Linked DNA regions of Arabidopsis thaliana: region 1 is linked to region 2. A link is a contact called in public capture Hi-C data. All regions are on one chromosome and are shown on one strand. The core of a region is the stretch at or near the end of the contact, and the rest is flanking DNA. Distances in the headings are between cores, read along the strand shown.

Region 1 (5,096 bases), core at 2,191-4,690, 42 kb before region 2:
AGATAATTGAAAAAAAACAAGCGTACATTCATATACCAAGAATCGTTCGGATCTGATCTGGTGGATGTCGGGCGAGAGACTTTGGATCTGGATATCCATTTTGTTGATCTGTTACAGCTTGGTATATAACTTCGTAAGCTTCAGCTAAAGTTTTAGCGACCCTGACACAAGCTTCAGACCTGAGTTTAGGGACCTGTATCTGCTCAAACTCAGGAAGAGAGCCTTCGCTTCCCAAAACGAGGCCGAAGAATGCCTTGAGGCATTCGGATAGCATCGCGGGTGAAGTGTCTTGTCGTTCAGATAAGGGAAGTTCGGATGTGGAAGAGCGGAAGATTTGCATTTTGTCTGAAAGACCGCATTTGTGGAGTAGTGTGTCAACTTCATTCTGGACGAGGAGGTTTATGTGGTTCTCGATCATTAATCCAATGTTGGTTACGTATTGGGACGCAACATCGTGTCTTAGCAATGGTTGTTGGATCGCGCATAAACAGTTGATGAGGAATATTTTTGAGGGTGTTTCGTTGTTCTGCAAAAAGATCATAAGAAGAAATGAAAGTTAGGATAATTTTTTGGGCTATGAACGTTGACGTATAAACTGTACTGGTTTTATATAGGCAAATGATACCTGTGGTGGGGATGGGCTGCTAGAGAGTAGAGCATCGACTGAGGTTAACTGGCTTGAGTCAGAACTTGTTCTGCTTCTTCTGGGTAATTGGCCGCTCTTCTTTGATTTATGCGCCTCTGCTGCTTGCTCGCACATCTGCGGATTTGAGAAAGTTGAGAAATCTGCTTCAATGCACAATCATGGTTTTCGATGCACACGATATTTCATAAGTTTGAGCTTTCATGTACCTTAATAATAGGGTCAAGCAGTGCAGAGAGGACGGGATCAAAAGCCGGTTTCTCTCCTGAAGCAGAAACCATCATACTGTTGTAATTCTCGATAATCTCAAGAGTAAGAGAAACTCCTTCTCGGACAGCTGGAGGAGGAGAGAGATCAACGGCTACAGGTGGAGGGTATCGTAGAAGTTTCTCTCCTCGGGTTTTAAGAATGTCAAAGAAGGTTTTCTGTGCAGCATCCTTTACCATTCCAATTGTATTACACAGTGCAGTGTCTCGCCCAAGTAAATCTGAGATCTGCAAGGTGGAAAAGAAACCAATGAGGCAATGATTAAACCACCAGATTGATAAATGTCATATAATATACAGAGCGACAAGTACAAAAAGAGGCTATGTAAAACTCACAGTGTAGCTGTAGAACTCCAAGGTGTTGGTGAGTTTGTAAGAAATAATAAGACTTGGTTGTGACTGCAGAACTTGTTCGACTCTCACTTTAAATGGACGGCAAACTCCTTCAAAAATTCTATCCAGAACAAATGTAAAGTCAGATTCTCCTGCCTTTAGGGCAATATTCTCAGAGGTATTTTTTGCGTTTGATTGATGGTCAGCTGAGTCTATATCAAATAAAGCATGAACCAATTCTCTTTCTGATGCCAAAGCCTGCAGCCAAAGTAACATTTTACATTAGGAAAGAAATAACAAATAAAAGGATATTTAGTCTAATATAGTAATGTTCATGATTATCCGGTACTCAATTCACAAACATGATTATCTATTGTTGAGTGTAGTAAACAAATCATCACTCTTACATTAGTCGCATGAGGATTAAATGAGGGTACCATATGAGAAGAAAATGTGGTCACAAACCTGATGTAGCCACCCAAGCATGTCTCCCACGTATCTTAAGGGGTCATGGGCATGAACTTCAATGGGTCTAGGCATTCCTCCAGGCCCTCCACGTGTAAGAGCGCTAATAAATCTTCTAAATAACGCATTGTGCCTCAGATTCCCTACCTGAATGATTTGACATAGTTCATAAGGAGCTCGACAAACATGCCCCATATAGCTGTATCGTAGCAGTTTCACAGAGAATTAAACTTCAGTGACGCCAAAAGACTAACCTCCTCTGCACAATATTTGAAGAGAACGGGTCTTTCTTTGAGACAACGAACAGCAGTCCTCAAAAGCTCACTCACCTCTGGATTATCCGTATCACCGAGTTTCCTACACTCAGCCTGAACCCACCTAGAAAATTCAAGGTTCTTTGGTTACAATTGATACCTCGAACTTCTATGAACTCTAGGCTCACGGCAAAAACAAAGGCAATAATAATGAACATTCTGCTTTAACAGCCAGTACTGAGTTTTCTCGTTCGCCCTAAACGAATTTAGAAAAGGTGACCCTTTTTGAAAACAAATAATCGTCCTACAAGTACAAACCATGAAAAACAGTTTACATTCACCCAAACTATCTAGGTTCCAAATTAGCAATGAGGAATTCATGTTAAATCCAACACTAAGTTTCTACCAACAAGCCTTCTTGGAAAGAAACGGATTTGTAAAGAGACATTGCAGAGAAGTTCAGGATACACCAATTATCAATACGGAGGTCATGCTAAACCCAAACTCTAAATTTCTACTAACAAGTCTTCTAAAAAACAAGCAGATATGTACCTGCAAAGGCGCTCATATGCTCCTTCTTGATACACAGCCATCATATCCATCAATTCCAAACCCGCACGCTGTATACAAGTCCCATACACTCAAATACTAACCACACCAATCCACTTTGCACAAAAAAATAAACACAATTCGCAAAACACAGTGAAAATATAGCAAATCTCACCTGATGATGCGTCCTAAGAAGTAATTTGCAATTGGAATGAATTTCCTGAACATGAGACAACGCTTGGAAGAAATTCTCATTCAATTCATCTTCCCTAAGCGCTTTAATCTGCCAAAATTGCATCAAACAATCAACACTCATTTTCATATTCCAGAGATCTGATCACCATTAAGTTAATGATTACACTCACCTCTTCATTCGAAAGCTGGTAATCACGAAGAAAACAGTTAACGATCTCTTGCCTCTGAGTAGTAACCTCAAGCTCTTGCTTTAGCCTCTCAGTAGTACTAATAATATCGCTAGTGGTAGCCGCGGAACTACTTAGCGCCGCCGCAATCTTATCGCAACAATCAGCTAAAGCATTCACTTCCTCCTCCACGCGATCCAATGCGATCTGAGTCGAATCAGCCGCGTTAAGGAACTCACTGTTGATCTGAAGCGCTCGTTTCTCGATCGTCGATCTGAGATTTCTCCGTGCGTGAGCACTGTTCTCGTCGTAGAATGAGGATAAAGCGTTAAGCGACGCCACCAGATCCGGACTATCTGTACGACAATCCAATACCTTCTTCAATTTCCGGGAGAGCCCCGGTGCTAATCCCACCGTCGAAGCCATTGTTACTCTGCTTCGTTTGGTTTTCTTCTACAAACGATCTTCGAGCATTGCCTTCTTCTTCTTCTTCTTCGATCTCTGATGATCTTCTTCCTCCTGCAGAACGGTCGGATCTCAAATGATTCTATGGGTCAAAAACTCAGTAAGTCAGGCCCAGATTATATTTTATTTATGGGCCTCTTATAATGGCCCATTATAGATGACATCAAATGAGGCAGCAATTTTTTTTCACCAAATGAGACAGACATAATTCCACATTGGCTATATACATATACTGTTTCAATATATATAAACACAAAATGTGTTAAATAATTTATTCTTAAATTATATGACAAATCTCGATATTGTGATTCCGATGTGATTGTGACCTTACAATGTTTTCGTCAAATCTTTATTCCAAAATTATGCCAAGTCGTGGTTCTGCTATACTCTGACGCAGACATTGTAACGTCAAATATTGATTTCAATGCAAACTTTTGAACTCTACATAAGATCATATATTAGTGGTTTTCTAACGTTAATTTACGATTTTTCCAGTTTGAGGCATAATATGAATTTGTGGTTCGGATGGAAAACCTCAAAATGTTATGATGTGATTCAAAAGCAAAACATTAGTGATACGTAAAGTCGGGTTTCTACTATTTTCAAGCAAAATCATGATTCTACAGCCAAACTATCATGTTATAACTAGTTGAATTTTATCAGTCCATATCTTACACGCAATCATTTGTATTAGTAGATAAAGCTCATTTACACCCAAAAAAAGTTCCATAATTAACTTCGTTGGTAACAAAAAATGAATCTACTAATTTTACAACTTAAAGACACTATACTATGGCTTGAAAGCCTTGAATACTTAAACATAAACCATCTTACCTATAAATAAGCATTACGTTTGATCAAACCAAATGCTTTATAATTAGTTTTTGTTAATAATGGGCGGTGCAAAGTTATTAAGGATTGTGTAAGAGTGCAACGAAATAATTAATCGAAAAAGGAAAAAGGGAAAAAAACAATGGTGGACGAGTTGTGCTAGCTACATCACAAGATGATGATTAAGACAAACAATGATTAGCGCTATAAATACTCCCAAGTGGGTTTACGGGCCCGACCAGGATGGTCTAATATCCTCGAAAACACACACGCCTATGAACTAGTTATATGACTAATTAGGCATTTAATTATCAAAAAGAATTTTGCTAGACAAATCAAAAAAGATTTTAGAGAGTATATATATTAATGGCATCAATGTCGCATTCATGATCACGACAAGGATCGATCACTGTAAATATATACAGCATTTACTACAAAGGATTTGTTAAAAATGTGTAATCTGATTTGAAACTATATGACTAAGGTTTTGCATGCTGATGACTTTTTATTAATACCATCATATATATCTTTTTTTTTTTTATGATTATCATATATATCTTTATTTTGGGTTTAACCCTATATCTTTATTAGGGGTAACTTGGTTTGTCTAGTTGGAAGCTAAATATAGTTCAATAGAATCAACAATAGGAAAAGGAAAACAATCAACTCACAGTAATTTAGTGGTTAAAAAGGGAGTTGGGGAAACAAAATTCAAAATTTCCTATTGCACACTTTTAATTATGGTTAGCTAGGTCTTATGTGATAAAAATTCAATTTCTTACGGGCGACAACAAGTTTCAAAAATTTTCTTGAGATCTTCTTGTTACCATAAGATTAAACAAAAAAAACAGATATCTATAAATTGAAGTGATAAGTTTTACTTGTAAATCCTAGTCGAAAACCGAACATATATACTTTTCATATATAT
Region 2 (5,424 bases), core at 920-3,419:
GATTTCGGGTCGGGTTCGGTTTGGGTTCGGGTTCGAGTTTATTTATATATTGAAATATCAAATTGTGTGTGCAAATCTATTAAATTACTTGAAAATTTCAAAAACTCCCAAAACAACACGAGTAGTTTTGCTCGAATATATCTAAAAATACACAAAAATAACTAAAATATCAAAAAAATCCTAATATTTTCTATGTATAAGTATATATTAGTTATACTTATACTTATATTTGAGATATGTTTGGATACCTATTCGGGTTCGGGTTCGAGTTTTTCGGGTTTTCAAGTTTAGACCCATTCGAATATTTGAAAATTTCGGATACACCCGCCTAAATAGGCGGGCCTTATCTAGTTATAAGTACAGTGATACTTTAAACTATCACCAAACATAAACTTTATTTCAAAAGTTGAGAGTATATTAAATTAATTAATCCAGATCCAGGTAATTGTTTCTCCTAATTCTTGAAATTTAAGATATCCATCCCATATGTGTCCTGGATAGACTAAACTCAAGAAATGTATAGGCTGAATAAAAGTGGGTTGGTGAGGACGACTTTTGAGATTTCTTTCACTTGAGAGAATATTTTCGTAAAACAGCAAAAAAGAAAATATATCAGGTTTTGAGAACTATTTACACCGACACAGTTTATAGATTTAATTATCAGATTTAGCAAAATTTGATCTACATATATCAGGCGTATGGAGCTAATAGAAAATAGAGAGACAGAGAGACCTATATTCGGCGGTTTAGAATATTCTCATAATATGAGAGATATGTTTAGTTTCCATTATCATTATCTTTTCCAATTCTTTAGTTCTATCTCTCTCTATATAAGCATGTTAAACCTTGATTCATGATTCAATAAGAAATCCATAGCAAATCATTACTTTAGCAACCTATAATTGTTAATCATTTTACCTCACAAAGACACAAACCACTGTTACTACTATTCGGCCATTTGCACTGACAAACTTTTAAAATATAATTTCTATATATAGCATGCATAATTGCTGTCTGCAAAATCTGATCTATAATGCGTAAGGAGCCAAAGGAAAAAATGCCATTTGGCTATTTGCCACTGATAAACTTTAAAAATATAATTTCCATATATAGCATGCATAGCATGTTGTCTGCAAAATCTGATCTATAATTCGTATGGAGCCAAAGGAAGAGATATAGCCATAAATATTAGTCATTTTTTGGGTTTGTTAATCATTTACCTCACGATGTGTCCATCGACCTTGAAGCCCGGACCATCCGGCTGCAAAAGGACGGCGTTATGAAGCGTCGGTCCAAAGGGTGGGTTAAGCTTCGAGATACGGTACTCCGTTCCGTTAGCTATGGGCATAGTAACCACTGACCTGTCCTTAAACTCCGATACCTTCATCTCATCAAGATTAACGATTATCGTCATTCCTTCAATAGGTCTAAGATACATATTAACGGTGCCGTCAAGATAAAACGGCATCAATCTAATAACTCGCTCCGCCTCGGCCTTAGTCTCACCGTACCATCCAATCGTTGACGTCGTGAACACGATCTCCGAAACGTTTAAGCCACGTTTCGCGACCGAGTCAATAAACGGCTTGAACTTGACAACAAGCTCGGTGGATGCTTCTTGCTCGTCGTTTGAGAGCATAGGGTAACCATTTCCTACGTGAATTTTGTCCGAGACGATGGCACGAGAGGAAAAGTCAAGGACTATCTCTCTGGTCTTTCCGTTGTCTCGAGCAATGACGAACGCTTGGCGTGGTGGTGGTTTGATGGTATGATTCGGTGATGAGTACCAAGACAAGACTAGAGACTTGTTGGGTTCGTTGAGACCAACGTATTGGAAAGTGAACTTATGATTCGGACCAACGGGGTACGACTTGTTGATGATGGTTCGGACGAGTTTGAGTTCGGTCTCGGTTAAGGGATCAAATGGGTGACGCGGTGGAGTAAAGCTTGAGGATGAGACTACGATAACGAAAGAGAAAAGGATGAGAATGGTGAAGTGAAGTGGAGCCATATTGTTCTTTGTGAGGTATTATTGTTTGCTTTAATGGATTTGGTTTATGTTTAACTTCAAATTTTTATAGGCAAAAAAATGCCTTGATGGTATTAAATTAATATATATTCTTTTTGCACGTGAGAAATAGACGTTTAAGTAGAAATCAAAGAAGCGACCTCTATTAAACCATTCGACGAAAAGAATAATTAGGAAACTAATATTTATATTTCCTTTGTTCTACAAAGATTGATTTTCTTCTATTTTTCTTTATTTTTATTGATTTATATTTGTAAATTGTAAACTTCAAGATACAATTATTAGAAATCATGAACTTTCTTACACAACTACTGGTTGATAATTACTAAAAATATTTAACATGAAAAACAAAGTTAAATTGATTAAACAATGATTGAATTCTTAATATGTGTGAAAACCACAAAACATCAAACTATTAGTATCAGAGGGATATAACGTATGGTGATATAGTTTAATCTGTAATAGTTTGTTATGGAGAAAAGAGCCATATTATATACAGTAATAATTTTCTTTGGACATGTAGACCCATGTTATATACTGTTTTAATTTTCTCTGGACAAGCATAGCTATATGTAATAATTCACTTGGGCCATAATTCACTACACGAACTTACACATATAATATGATATGGTAGTTCTTTGACTTATGTCTTACCCTACCTACCTAACACATAATCTACGAAATCTCAAATGATATCTTCTCTTGCTACCAGTTCGATATTTCCGTGTGTCTAAACGACGTTGCTATACAAATTACTAAACTATAAGTCTTGCTCTATTGATGCAAATATAATAGAAGTGATTTATGTTTGACAAAATGTATGTTGCTTTGGAGTAAAATTTGGGATATTATACATGCACAATGCATCAATACATATGTATTGGTGCGGGTTGCCTTTGAACTTTGGAGTAAATGAAAACATGTATCTGTGTGGGCCGAATCTACTGGGCCGGTATATGGTTCATTTTGTTGACCAGAGCCGAGGAGGTTAAATGTACAGTATAGTGATTCCATATTTTTCCTCTTGTGCAATTCCGGGTTATAATCCCTTTTTGGAGATTTCGGTTTACTCTTGTGTTTGTTCAATGGGATCTGGTTTAAGTTGGAATTGAATAACCGAAAAGAGTAAAAAAAAAAAATCTACCGATCAGCAAAACAACATGCAGTACCGGAAAAAAAAAAAAAAACTATAGTCTAGGCTAGGCAGCAATTCTCTCTTTAATTCTTTCGGTACTTATGGTCTGATATTGTTACAAATAATATTTTTGGCTACTTATATATAGGCTATGAGCTTAACATAGGGTTCATTTTGTCTCCTTTTACATGGTTACTTTTTGCCCTTCTCTTCGGACCGAACCAAGATTGTGGGTCAAACTGTTTTTCCGCTGGACACGAGTGTTGTTAAGTTGGGCCAAATTCCTGTGTAAGTAGCATGTTAACTCAGCCAATCTTTGTTTGGGCCGAATTATGCATAAGGGTCAAAACCTATATCCCACATTGCTCTTGACCTATAATAAATTTTCCATCCATTAAAAACTGCACTTGCTAAATAATCTAAGGGGACATGCAGACTAATCACAGCTTCAATCAAGGTAGGTAATGAAATTCCAATCACCACTCGGGTCCATGTAAGGTATGAACATCTTCGAAGAGTGGCCTTTACATAGAACTTGCCCGTATAATTTTGTTAGTTTTTTCTTTTATATAAAATAACTTGCGGACATTTGATTACGTGCATGTCGAAAATGAACGCAAGAGAGATTACGATACTGATTTTGCTTTACTTTTTATTACCACAAATATTTCTATGTTCAAAACTTAAAAGTGTAGTCCTATTAGTCAATTTTCTCATATATATATCATGCTTCTGAAATTATGAAGAACAACGAACGTAACCAGCATTCATGAGTTATAAGAAAAAGATCGAAAAATCAATTTCTTTCTTTTATTAATTCATATTATCTGATTTTTATGGATACACATGAATAATGATTATCTCTTGGAATCTCTTTACAATTCCTCATAAAGATCAAATCATGAATGCCATTCATCGAATGATGAGCTGGTTATTATTCGTTCTTCGTAGTACACTTTGGAATGGTGGTGAGATTGAAAGGTTTAGCCTTGAGAACAGGATTTTGCTCGAAAAAGTTGGTTGGCCGAAGTTCAAAGCCGCCAAACATAGTAGGCATCGTCGGAAAATCTTCTTGGCATGGGACATGGTGGAATCCAACGGTGTACCACATCACTATATCTTTGTTCTCTATTTCCCTATCTCTGCACATTCATTTGTATAATTTTTGGTCCCATAATAATACACAGAAATTTGTCTCATAAGTATAAAATAATATCTAAAATTTCAAATAAGATCATCTCCTATTCATAAAATTTGTATTGTTTTCAAAAATATTTCAGGTTTTTACATTTTTCTATATTTGAGACAGATCTATGTATATATACTTTTACTTGTACTAATCCCTTAAAATTCTTTATATTTTTTTTTATATATAATCTTACGTCAAAGTGCTTTAAAGATACGTAAAAATATAAATTTTCATTTAAAAAAAAAGGAAGTAAACTAATTGGTTAGTTTTGCACAATTTTTTTTACGAATTAAAAAGATAATATAGTAAAACTTTTTAATCATTTAATTTCAATTTTACCCATTTCCCGTAAACATACAACCCTTTATTTTCTCAATTCGTGTTTGAAGTTAGGCTTGGAATATATTCGTTGATTAAAAAGTTATATTAGGATTCAAATTAAATGTGGTACTACGATAATTCGAATGATACTAAGAATCAATTTTTAGTAGAGATGTAAAATACCTTTGGGACCATACGGCTAATGTGTCGTCACCTTGGCTCCGATCAGCGTACAAACCGCTAGCCCAAACCTCCGATTTGTTATACGGTGTGATCCACACGTTGTAGTTGGTGAATGCTGCCCGAATCTGTGGGTAGTCATCTTGGACAAGAAGTGGGCTTGAAGCCGGCCCAGGAAGTAGACGGTATCCAACCTCATTGCCATGCTTAGTTTTTTTGGTAGGGTTAACGACCACCAACTCCTCCGCTCTCAAGCCTAGTTTCACCCGAGCGTCTGCCTCGGTTTTTGCTGTGTTTCGTTTTGTTGTCCAATAGCTTTTTCTCGGTGTGTTAACAGATTTTGGAGTCCTCTTGGTCACGAGTTCGGTACGAACAAATGAATTTTCCGTACCATCTATATCAAGATCAAGACGGAATGTCACGAAGTGATCGTGGTTAACTCCGACGGTGTTGTCAGCAACAATTGTCCCGTAGATGTCGTCTTCTTTGATCTCTGATGTGTGAACATATTCCACAGGTTTAACTTCTAAAACACCGGTTAAACCGACCTACGCACATCAAAGTTGTAAC

The links. Capture Hi-C pulls out chosen DNA fragments and counts their contacts.
Region 1: a contact with region 2 is called in a capture Hi-C map of shoot, with 6 times the contacts expected there. A contact is called at or near these places in 9 of 26 Hi-C or Micro-C datasets (cotyledon, leaf, rosette leaf and 4 more), 1 of 2 datasets of targeted methods (shoot) and 2 of 3 other capture datasets (seedling and shoot).

Annotation. Positions count from the first base shown.
Region 1 is chr1:11,389,543-11,394,638 of TAIR10.1, reverse strand. It overlaps AT1G31780 (oligomeric golgi complex subunit), which reads right to left and starts at 3,440. Exons shown (of 9, transcript NM_102912.5): 1 at 2,876-3,440; 2 at 2,686-2,793; 3 at 2,514-2,581; 4 at 1,962-2,085; 5 at 1,708-1,854; 6 at 1,246-1,500; 7 at 853-1,137; 8 at 626-760; 9 at 1-526. The coding sequence starts at 3,298. The coding sequence ends at 29.
Region 2 is chr1:11,346,442-11,351,865 of TAIR10.1, reverse strand. AT1G31710 (Copper amine oxidase family protein) reads right to left here and starts at 2,169. Exons shown (of 5, transcript NM_102906.4): 1 at 1,221-2,169. The coding sequence starts at 2,011. It overlaps AT1G31690 (Copper amine oxidase family protein), which reads right to left. Exons shown (of 5, transcript NM_102904.3): 4 at 4,858-5,402; 5 at 3,921-4,306. The coding sequence ends at 4,099.